Linked DNA regions of Mus musculus: regions 1, 3 and 4 are each linked to region 2. Evidence: chromatin contacts called from public Hi-C, HiChIP or PLAC-seq and promoter capture Hi-C data. All regions are on one chromosome and are shown on one strand. The core of a region is the stretch at or near the end of the contact, and the rest is flanking DNA. Distances in the headings are between cores, read along the strand shown. Region 1 holds the start of Cd38 (CD38 antigen). Region 2 holds the start of Ldb2 (LIM domain binding 2). Region 3 holds the start of Tapt1 (transmembrane anterior posterior transformation 1). Region 4 holds the start of D5Ertd615e (DNA segment, Chr 5, ERATO Doi 615, expressed).

What was found. Promoter capture Hi-C pulls out the DNA fragments that hold promoters and counts their contacts. Hi-C and Micro-C count contacts between places; a contact is called where the count stands out from the background. HiChIP or PLAC-seq counts read pairs in DNA pulled down with a chosen protein or histone mark.
Region 1: a contact with region 2 is called in a promoter capture Hi-C map of liver, with 4 times the contacts expected there. The contact joins the promoter of Cd38 here to the promoter of Ldb2 in region 2. A contact is called at or near these places in 3 of 39 promoter capture datasets (cranial neural crest, hippocampal neurons and liver).
Region 3: an H3K27ac HiChIP or PLAC-seq map of epiblast stem cells shows a contact between it and region 2, with 8 times the contacts expected there. The contact joins the promoter of Tapt1 here to the promoter of Ldb2 in region 2. A contact is called at or near these places in 2 of 115 datasets of contacts at active chromatin or transcription factors (embryonic stem cells and epiblast stem cells).
Region 4: a Hi-C map of cortical neurons shows a contact between it and region 2, with 3 times the contacts expected there. The contact joins the promoter of D5Ertd615e here to the promoter of Ldb2 in region 2. A contact is called at or near these places in 5 of 39 promoter capture datasets (the 3T3-L1 cell line, embryonic stem cells, frontonasal cranial neural crest and 2 more) and 1 of 484 Hi-C or Micro-C datasets (cortical neurons).

What each region holds. Positions count from the first base shown.
Region 1 is chr5:43,867,310-43,870,061 of GRCm38.p6, forward strand. It overlaps Cd38 (CD38 antigen), which reads left to right and starts at 1,500. Exons shown (of 8, transcript NM_007646.5): 1 at 1,500-1,811. The coding sequence starts at 1,567.
Region 2 is chr5:44,798,314-44,801,013 of GRCm38.p6, forward strand. It overlaps Ldb2 (LIM domain binding 2), which reads right to left and starts at 1,433. Exons shown (of 8, transcript NM_010698.4): 1 at 1,049-1,433. The coding sequence starts at 1,180.
Region 3 is chr5:44,225,219-44,227,918 of GRCm38.p6, forward strand. It overlaps Tapt1 (transmembrane anterior posterior transformation 1), which reads right to left and starts at 1,388. Exons shown (of 14, transcript NM_173764.3): 1 at 1,196-1,388. The coding sequence starts at 1,385.
Region 4 is chr5:45,423,036-45,425,735 of GRCm38.p6, forward strand. D5Ertd615e (DNA segment, Chr 5, ERATO Doi 615, expressed) reads right to left here and starts at 1,365. Exons shown (of 6, transcript NR_131933.1): 1 at 1,201-1,365.

The DNA of each region.
Region 1 (2,752 bases), core at 250-2,749, 930 kb before region 2:
TAGGGAAAAGCTAGAAGAAGCTGAGGAGGAGGGCAACCCTATAAGAACAGCAGTCTCAACTAACCTGGACCTTCGAGACCACTCAGACACTGAGCCACCAACCAGGCAGCACACACCAGCTGATATGAGGTCCCTAACACATATACAGCAGAAGAGTGCTGGGTCTGGACTCAGTCAGAGAAGATGCACCTAACCCTCTAGATACTTGGGGCCCCAGGGAGTGAGGAAGTCTGGTGGGGTGGGGGGTAGGGATAGGGGTGGGGACATCCTCTTGGAGAGGGGGTGGGGAGGAGGAGGTGAGGGAATGTACCAGGAGGGAGATGAAGTCTGGACTGTAAAAAAAGATTAAAGAATGTATTTTTAAAAAAGAAAAAGAAAACACAGGAAAAAAAAGAAAGAGAGGGAGAGAGGCACACAAAATGAATAAGCAAAATGACAGCAAACGTTTAAAAAAAAATGAAATGCACAGTCTAAAAAAGTCCTCCTGACATACGGAGCTGCAGAGACTTACTCTCCTGCTGCCTTCGGAAGGATTCTCTGTCATCCTGTAGTATAGCTGCAATGCTGCTTTCCCGCATCTTAAAACAGAACAAGGGGCTTTCCTGCCCCAGCTCTTGCATCCAGTACCCTCTGCCTGAAAAGTGTCCCGTGAAAATCCTGTGTCATGATCCATTCTGTGACAAGTCTCTGTTTAAGCAGAAGAGTGCGGGGTCTTCTTGGGAAGGAGAGCCAGGAAGAGCCTTTGTATTTGGGGTTCCCATGTGGGATGAAGTATTACTGCACATGAGATGGGTTGCGAGCATCCTATCAACTCTAAAATCCTACCTTTGTCAACCCCCTAGAGTAAGCAGCAATAACTTACATTTATTGAGTAATCGGTTGTTATGTCTTAGGGATTATGCTAAACACCTAGGAGGTATTAAGCCATCTAATCAAAGCAAGCTTTGATGTAATGAATGTGAGGCTCTGCTCACATCTATCTAGTTCAGAGAGGTAAGTTTATCTTAACAGCACTTTACCATCTGGGGCTGGGTTTGAACTGATACCTCCTGAGAAGAGGGGCAGAGTAAAGCTGAGACTTTAAAGATACTTGGGCAGGATTTTTATCAAAGCTCAGAAGTAGAGGTAAGCAGGCCATTCATTGCCAGGCATTTGGGTGAACAGAGAGAGAGAGGGAGGGAGGAGAGGGAGAGGGAGAATAATTTTACACACACACATACACACACACCTGAGCATAAGTAGCAAACATGTCAAGTGTCAAGGTTGTTGGTCAGGAGTATTCTGAAGCTGTTGTTTGTGTACCAGCAGAGGCTAAAGTGCTGTCTTCTCTTGGAGAGAGAGGTTCTGGTCAGTTTGCTCTGGAGTCTGGAAGTAAGCAGTTGGAGTGCCTGTTGACAACCCAAGAGCCTTATTAGTCCAGTCACCTCCGTGGAACTTTGGAGCAGGAGTAGGGGGTGGGAAAGGAAGCAGATAAAAGCAAGTGAAAAAAAGGAGGAGGGGCAGGCTCTGACCCAGTCAGCCCTGTGCTCTCTTCCTGCCTAGCCTGGGCCAGTCTTCGGGAGCCCAATGGCTAACTATGAATTTAGCCAGGTGTCTGGGGACAGACCTGGCTGCCGCCTCTCTAGGAAAGCCCAGATCGGTCTCGGAGTGGGTCTCCTGGTCCTGATCGCCTTGGTAGTAGGGATCGTGGTCATACTTCTGAGGCCGCGCTCACTCCTGGTGTGGACTGGAGAGCCTACCACGAAGCACTTTTCTGACATCTTCCTGGGACGCTGCCTCATCTACACTCAGATCCTCCGGCCGGAGATGAGGTGAGTTGGCTTCTGAGGCTCACTCTAGGCACAGTGCGCAGCGGGACACCGGGGAAGCAGGCTGTGACTCAGCTGGAGCTCTCGCGGCGGGGGGGAATCTTCCAGATTGTCCCAAACAAAGAATCTTGTGTTGTGGATCAGCTGGAAGCCGAAGGGCAGTGCTGAGCGGAAGGTCTCCTGTTCAAGTTACCAGAACACCGCCTGCACAATGCCTCCTCCGTTTTGGCAGTGTCTGTGATGGGGGCGCCGATCCTTGCTGAGCTCTGCAAAGATGCTCGCTTCCCACAGAGGGTCCTGAACTCTGAAGGAACCCTTAGGGCTATCTTTGGCCACAGCCATGCTTCTGGGACAAAGATTACTCTCAGGCACAGGAACTTCACATTGTCTTTTGGCTTGTGGTTTCCATCAGACACCGCCCCTGCCCAGAAAGTTAAGGTCACAGGCGACATTTAACTAGGTGGCTTGCTCAGCTTGCTGTGGGGGTGGAAGGGGCCAGGAGGATTTTTGTGAATTCAAGGTTAACAAGGGCTGCACAGCAACATTGTAAATTCCAGGACAAGCTTGGGTTACAAAGAGAGACCTGACTCAAAATAAGTTAATTAATTTTAATTAATTACAACACAAAGAAAACAAAAAACAAGCCCAAACAGCATCCTGGTCTTTTTTTTTTTTTGCACCTGATCATTAATAAAAACAAAACAAGACAGACTGTCAAAACTGAAATATTACTCATCAGGTAAGCGAAATCCACTTGGTGATCCTGTGTAGACCCTTGGGAACATCATCTTCATTGGTCAATAGAGTCAGCCCATAGAACCCCTTCCACCCACTACCTGCCCCAGAGGGAATGATTTATGTTGCTTCTCCCTGGCATCATTTTAACGTAGAACTGATTTCTGAAGTCAAACAGAAAGCCCAGCAGGCTGGGAAGGCACACGCAG
Region 2 (2,700 bases), core at 183-2,682:
ATCAAATCCTTTCTCAGAGTTAAAAGCCAATCTTCAATCTAACTACCTACCAACGCTATTCCCCCAACACCCCTGTGGCATGACTCCTATGAGCATTTGTACTATGCAGCGAAAACTCAATTCCCAGAGACTTCTATTTCTTCAAGAGACTTAGACACACCTACAATAAACACTTCAACACCAAGTCCCACCTTACAGGCAGATGAGCACCCGGCAGCAGAGTGCTTTGCCACTCGGGCAGCCCAGAGAAAAATTAAATATTTAAATTGTGAAAGAGGAGTCTGGAGTTTTGCATTTAGAAAGTTCTGAAGAAGTCCCTGGACTGGCTCACTGCCTGAGAGGCTCAGCCTCCCTCTCTCTGGAGATCCCAAATGCACTCAACTGCTTCTGGCTTGAATGGGGAGCTAACTCCTGTCCCAAGGTAGAGCCTTGGGAGGCACAACCACCAGAGAGACAAGAGGACCCCACTTCCTCAGTCAACCTGTCTCTGAATTTAACACAGGCAAACGTGTGTGTCTTCCCTGAGCCCACCTCCAGGGAGTTCTGAAAAGTACACAAGGCTGCTCTCTTGTCCCTTTTACCTCAATTTTAGTCACTTTGAAAAAGTAAGTTCAGGTCAAACCAGACTTCCTCTGGAACTTGTAAATATATGAATATATGTATACATGATATTACACACACAACACAGACGCAAACATCCACAAAATCTCTTGCAGTCTATATCTCAACAAACACGACCATCTCTAAGCCTGTAAACATCAGAGTTCTGGGAAACCTGAATTTCTAGAGACTCGGCATGTGAACCAAGTGGCTTGTCTCTTTCCAGATACTAAGATTCCGGCAGAAACTGTCCCCAGCTCCAAGAGTTACTGTCGCTGGAAACCCAGCATTCAAACTCGAGGGTTCACCCAGCTGTGCTTATATCCACCTACGTGATAGTAGCTGGTGGGACACTTCCCACAGAATTCAGCTAAGAACCCCAGGAAAAGCCCATGCACAGTTTTTTTTTAAAAAATCCACAAACACACGCCAAGGTTGAAGAACTTACCTCTGTACGAGACTGCAGTCTCTTGTTCATCTCATAGATTCGGTACTCTGGCTGTACCATGTATGGTGTATGTCTCCTATAAAATGGGCCGAAAGGAGAAGAATAGAAGGGGTCATGTGGTGTGCTGGACATCTTGCCTGCTTGTCGAAAATCAAGCTTAATAGAGTATCAGGAACGTCCATGCAGAGCACATGGGCTGTGTTCTTCACAGTACAAAGTAGACGCACGCACACACGCTCACACACACACAGACACACACAGAGGCAGGCAGGCAGGCAGGCTGAGCACACTGGCTGGGAAGTGCTGTGGGAGCCCTCTATAGCGAGAGAGGAGAGGGAACGAGGAGGGAGAGGGAGGGAGGGAGCGCGGGAGGGGAGGGAGCACTGGAGCTCTGAGAGGGAGAGAGCGGAGGTTGGAGGTTGGGAGGGAGGAAGGGAGGGAAGAAGGAGGGAGGGAGAAGGGGGAGAGTGAGTTGAGAGAGAGAGAGAGAGAGAGAGAGAGAGAGAGAGAGAGAGAGAGAGAGAGAGAGAGAGAGCTGGATAGCTAGAGGCTCCAACTGCTTGTTTTTAAAGAAGCAGTTGGTGAAGGGGTCATTTCCTGTCCACACTGTAGACTAGTTCAAAAATATAATTCTCCTCCTAGTCTGACAAGAAGTCTAAGGCTGAGTTTTAGTCCCCCCCCCCCCCCCATTGCTAAGCTTGTTAGCAGAGAGGTGGGTTCACCCACTGCCTAAGCCTCTCGCCCCTGACAGCCACACTGTTGTAATGTATCAGAAATGGGATGACTCCCAAACACAACAACACTGGCACTCTGGTCCCTCTGATTTGGGGTTGGTGATTCACTCCCTCTGGAAGATTCCTCCGGGCTCTCATCTCCCAACAGAGTTTTGGCTGTACCTGCTGTACTTCGGATAGGAAGCTGAGCTGTATCTTAGCATTCCCCTCCCCCCTGACTTCCAAACTACTCCTATTCCCAGCCCCCTTCCTAACCTCCCAAAAGGGGGTTGTCCTGCTTTTGACGATGGTTTTAGGGGGCCTACATTTAGATTACCTGTACAGTCTCAGGTAAAAACAGTATCACCCAGACCTGAATGTGGAACCATCTAAAAATCCATCCAAGAGGCAATGGGCTTTTATTTCTAAGAGGTATTTCTAAGACAAGAAAAGGATCCAAAAAGCAGACTGCTCAGGAAGATATGAAACGCAAAGGAAAAAGCATCCCATAGAAATGTCCATGGAAAATTCAGTTGAGTAAGAAATTGCAGATAATTGAATTTATTGCCCCCCCAAGTAACAAGCCCAACTCTGATGGGGACAAGGTCTTTGCTTCCTTCCCAGAGTGGCCAAGTCTATAAATCTTAATTGTGGTGCATGACAACTAGAAGAAACCCCAAATAGCCCTGGGGAGGGGGGCAGAGTTGCCACAAAGAATTAGGGAATCTAGGAAAGATCCAATTGGCCCCACACTTACTCATATACAGGACACTTAAACAAAGCCAAGCCCCAGAAAATTCAGTGCAGGAGTTCACACCTAGCTAAGTCAGCGGCTTTAAGGGGGAAGGGGGAAGGGACCACAGAAAAACAAGATGGAATGTAAGACCTGGATGCAAATGCATGCAAATGAGACATTTCTTCTTTTTAATAAGCAGATTA
Region 3 (2,700 bases), core at 138-2,637, 570 kb before region 2:
CTAAGTGAACAAGCGGCTGAGAGATTGAAGACTTTGGTTTACTTAGGTATTGCCAATTTAGAAAGCAAACATTCCTGCAAGCAAGTGTTTAACTGACAACTAAACCAAATAGAAAATAAAGGGGGAAAAAAAAAACCAAACAAACAAGGCACACAGCTGGTGCCTGAGTTTTCAAAGATATGGAGACTGATGCAAAACTCTATGTCCAATTCTGAGAATTAGCAAGTCTATCAGGATCTATCCACCAGTCTTACAGACTTTTAGGACTCCTATAATTTCAATACCCATAGTGAATGGAGTCAACCTTATAACTTGAACGAGTATTTATATAAGCTGCAGGACCTTATTCCACTGCATTAGCTCAGAATAAGTTGGAAGAAATGTCATCAAGTTGCTGTCCAAGATCTTGGATCTACGATGCAAGAATTAAAATGCAATCACTATTATACCCAATGAAACGGCCAAGCCAAAACTTTCCCTTTTGCTTCCGGGCTTAATAGAACGCTTCAGTGTAAATACCAAAGCTGTTAAAAGTTCTTAATAAGATCCTTGAACACAGGGGATTGTAATATTTTAACAGTATGCTTCAGAGCTTATGGACAGTAGGGCTTAAAAGTGGTACGTATTTTCTTGTGTGACAAACTGTTTCTTCTGGCTTAAGTTTTAGTTTAGGAAAACTCCACATGTAACATTTTAAGGGGTGCCGCACATTTCTGTTTGAGAGAAAACTGCTGAACTTCACGGTCACGACCACACTGTCAGCTGAGTCTACGAAAAATGGATTCGGCGGGCAAGTTAACAGGTTTCCGAGACTCAACTTCGCATAAAACCATAGGGGGAAGAGTCACCTCGGCATTGACATCGCCTAGAAAGCCCTGCGTTTCCCATTTTTGACCTCCTTCGGATGTGGGAGATGCCTGTCACTGTTGAGGCCGGTCGCGAACTCTCGGGGACCGGGGACCGACGATCTCCCGGGCGCACCTGGCTCGGGGATGGCTGCGGGAACGTCGGGCCGCGCGCACTAGCCGCCGGGGTAGCTGTCACCGGCCGTGGGGACATGGGAGCCACCGGAGCCGCGGCCGCTCCGCGCGCAGAGGGAAGGCGCTGGCGTCCCCGCCACCACAGCCCGGTCGGCCCCTCGGTAGCCCGCCGCGGCCTAGTGCCGCCCGCCCGCCCGCTCGCTCGCTCGCCTCACCTGCGCGGCCGCGGCGCTTCTCCCGCCGCCGGTCGCTCTCGTAGAAGCCCAGCGTCTCGGTGTGTTGGGGCGCGGGCCCATGGCCGCCACCACCCGGCTGCTCCGCCTCGCCGCGGCCGGTCCGCTCGGGGCCGTCCGCGCCGCCACCGCCGCCTTCTCCCGGGGCGGCCGCGTCGCAGACGCCCGCCATGTTCCGAGAGCCACACACTGTCCCCGCCACCTCCCTCCAGCCGCCCGCCCGGCCTCCGCCTCCCGCCGGCCCCCTCGCCGCCTCGCCCCGCCCCTCGCCCGGGCAGCCGCCATCCGTAGCCCGCCGGCCGGCGCGCGCCATTGGCGTCAGCGGCGCGTGGGAGGCCGCGGTGGCCGCCGCCACGGCCGCCGCCATCTTCTTCCTGCCGTCGCCGTGGCGCGCGGCGGGCTCTGCGGACCGGGGCGCCGCGCCGGGCTCCATGCCGCCGGGTCGCGCGGTGGGGGACGGTGGGCGGCAGCGGGGCTCGGCGTGGTTGTCCGCGCGGCCGGAGCCCCTTGTGCCCGTGCGGTGGCCGGAGTGCGCCGGCGCGACCCGCCTGGCCTTGGCTGCACGGCGACTGGGGCCGGGCTCCAGCTCTGTGGCTCCCGCCGGCGCCGACCCGGTGGCTCTGCTGTCTTGGCTGCATCTCTCCTGCATATTTATGATCGTCTGTCACATTCCCTGTCCGTGGACAGTGTCCAAAGCCTAGCTCGGGGGAGCGTGCCAACAGGTGGGGGACTCGGCCCGACGGGCAAAGTGCTCGATGCGCCTAAAGCGCCGGGGACATTCTGGGTTGCCTTTCGGGAATAGGGTTATGTGACTGCGGGTGGCAGCCAAGGCGGCCTGGTTCTGTCAGATTGTCACCGCTTGCCGTGAGACTTGTGACCCTTACCCCCTCACTGGTAGTCACGGATAGCCGCGCTGAGACCAACGGATGCTCGCTGGGTGCAAATGAATCCGCCTCAGCCTTGGAAGACCTTCACCTGGGATTCCTACATTCTTGCTGTGCGCTCCTGTAACGCACGCGGTGGCCCCTGGATTGCCTTCATGCCCACTTCGGAATTAACCTGCATTGTGGCAACTTTTTAAATGAGTAGAAGCATAGCAAATACCTCTTCACTCTCTAAACTGCCCTACACTTAAGCCGAGAAGCGATGGAGCAGGCCTAGAACATCCAGGAGAGCCTTAGAGATGGAAAGCTAGATACCCGATTGCAAACTCCGCAACTTTTCTGTACTGTACTGCAGCAAGGCCATTTGACAGTAGGGCGGGATGAAGGGATAGGAGGGTTAAAGAGGAACTTGCAAAGTCCAAGAAATCCCAATCCCAATTCAATGTAAACTTTACATTGTGGAAAACCAAACACTGCAGAGAATATTATTTAAAGTCAGTTTGGTTTTATTTGGTAAAACTGGATCTTAAAAACAGTGCCCTTGACAAAGCTCCAGCATCATGAAAATCAAAAGACACAGAGTTTTATATACTGTAAGGTTTC
Region 4 (2,700 bases), core at 115-2,614, 620 kb after region 2:
GATACTGAAGTCTTCCTCTGCCTAAACCTTATCCACAAAGGTCCCAAAAGAGTGCAGAGTCCCAAAAAGGCCTTTAAGGAGGCAGCTGTGACATAAGGCAGTATTTGCTAACCTTTACTTGGAGGTGTCCCTGTATATTCATCCATGTCTACTGTAAGATAAAATAAGGCCCCCAATATGTAAGGGGCCTGATTCCTGGAATCTAAGTGTATGATATTACTTCACAAAGCGTCCTTACACATATGATAAAATAGGAGATAGAGGGGAAGATGGGGAGGGGGAGGGGAAGAGAGGAGAAGGTAGAGGAGAGATTTCTGCTAGATTTCCCAGTACCAAGTGTAAGAGTCGGAGTTTACCTGTAGGCCCCACTTATGCAAGGTCAAGATAACTTTCTGGAATACTGGAAGCTGTAGTTCTTGGGAATTAACAAGCCATGCATTTTGACTCCCCTGAACAAGTTTACTTAATTTTTTTTATACCAGATGTATTTGATTGGATGTAGGCAGAAGTCACATAGGCAGGAAAATATGTCAGGATATATGTTAGCCCCTGGTTTGGAACTAATGGGAAATGCAATGAATTGTGGGTTTTGCCTTTTTAAGTCCTTGAAAAATGTAACTTGTGGCCATTCCCTGGGAACCCAGGAGTAGACCTGGCCAGAGTCCTCTACCTGGCCAGCATTTAATTAAAGCTTGCTTTAAATTTGGTTCAAAATTGTGGAACTGAATTTTTTTTTCTCGAGAATCTCAGGGTGGACACAAGCTTGACACATAGTAAGTACTCAATAAATGTTAAGTGGGCCTAAGCTAGGGTCACTTACCATTTTCTAAGTATGGAGAGTGACAGAACCTATACCAGGGGTGCTGATACAAATAGTAGGGGACCAGGTCTTTCCCTGGGGCTAAGATATGTGCTAACATGGAGGCTACTCCCGTTGTCTGTGCTGTGTTGTGTTTCTCTTTCAGGGACTTTAAGGGCCTGCTCGAGCGATGGCTTAGAGCAGTGGCTGTGACCCTTGAATACAAATCCTCCTGTTGTGGTGACCCCAGCCATAAAATTATTTTCGTTGCTACTTCACAATTGTAATTTTTCTGTTGTTATGAATCATAGTGTAAATATCTGTTGTGCAGGATACCTAATGTGCAACCCCGAATGGGCTGCCACCCACAGGCTGTGAACAGCTCATTTAGAAGCACCTACCTTGAGAGGTTTAGGAAGTGTCTGCTCTGTAGTCAACCAATTTTCATTTCGGTGAAAGAAGTAAACATGAAGGATGAGGGAGGGGGAGGTACATGAACAAGAAGGCGGCAGCATGCACAGCAGTGGTCTCCAGCACTGGCAGGTGGCTTGTCATCCTATGTCTGCACAGAGTCTGAGTCTAAGGAGCCTTGTTCCTTACGGAGTTGCCCAGCACCTATGTGCATCTGTTGCCGACGCCTGCCCCCTTGTGGAATTGTTTCAAACTGCATACTGCCTTCAAAATGCTCTTTTCTTTTCTTTTCTTTTTTTCTTCTCCTTTTTATTGGATATTTTCTTTATTTACATTTCAAATGTTATCCCCTTTCCCAGTTCTCTGCCCTAGAAAAACCCCTGCCCCCACCTCCCCCTGCTTCTATGAGGGTGTTCCCCACCCACCCACCCACTCCTGCCTGCCTCCCTGCCCTGGCATTCCCCTACACAGGGCCATTGAGACTTCACAGGACCAAGGGCCTCTTCTCTTATTGATACCTGACAAGGCCATCCTCTGCTACATATGCAGCTAGAGCCATGGGTCCCTCCATGTGTACTCTTTGGTTGGTGGTTTAGTCTCTGGGAGCTCTGGGGAGATCTAGTTGATTGATACTGTTGTTCTTCCTATGGGGTTGCAAACCTCTTCAGCTCTTTCGGTCCCTTCTCTAACTCCTCCATTGGAGACCCGGTGCTCAGTCCAATGGTTGGCTCTGAGCATTCACCTCTGTATTTGTCAGGCTCTGGCAGAGCCTCTCAGGAGACAGCTATATCAAGCTCCTGTCAGCAAGCACTTCTTGGCATCCACAATAGTGTCTGGGTTTGGTAACTGTATGTGGGATGGATTCCCAGGTGGGGCAGTCTCTGGATGGCTTTTCCTTCACACATTGTCTCCATATTTCCTCCTGTGAGTATTTTGTTCCCCCTTCTAAGGAGGAGCGAAGCATCAACACTTTGGTCTTCCTTCTTCTTGAGCTGCATGTGGTCTGTGAATTGTATTTTGGGTATTTCAAGCTTTTGGGCTAATATCCACTTATCAGTGGGTGCATACCATGTGTGTCCTTTTGTGACTGGGTTACCTCACTCAGGATATTTTCTAGTTCTATCCATTTGCCTAAGAGTTTCATGAAGTCATTGTTTTTAATAGCTGAGTAGTACTCTACTGTGTAAATGTGCCACATTTTCTGCCGCAGACCCTCTGGGTGCAGATGGGCAAGGAGTTGGCGAATGACAGACAGATCAACACAGGAGATTGTGTAGAATCTGAATGTAATTTGTCAAGTCAAGCATCAAACTTTTTATACAGAAGAATAGCAAGAAACCAGACGAGATACAATCCACCAAGTTACAGTGACATAATACAAAATGAATGTATACATCAAAAGAAGGCAGGGACCAGGTCACTGCCACTGAGAAGGGAGCCAGGTGTAAAGCTAGTCTATTGTTAAGCCCACCTCCAGGGGTTCTACTTTA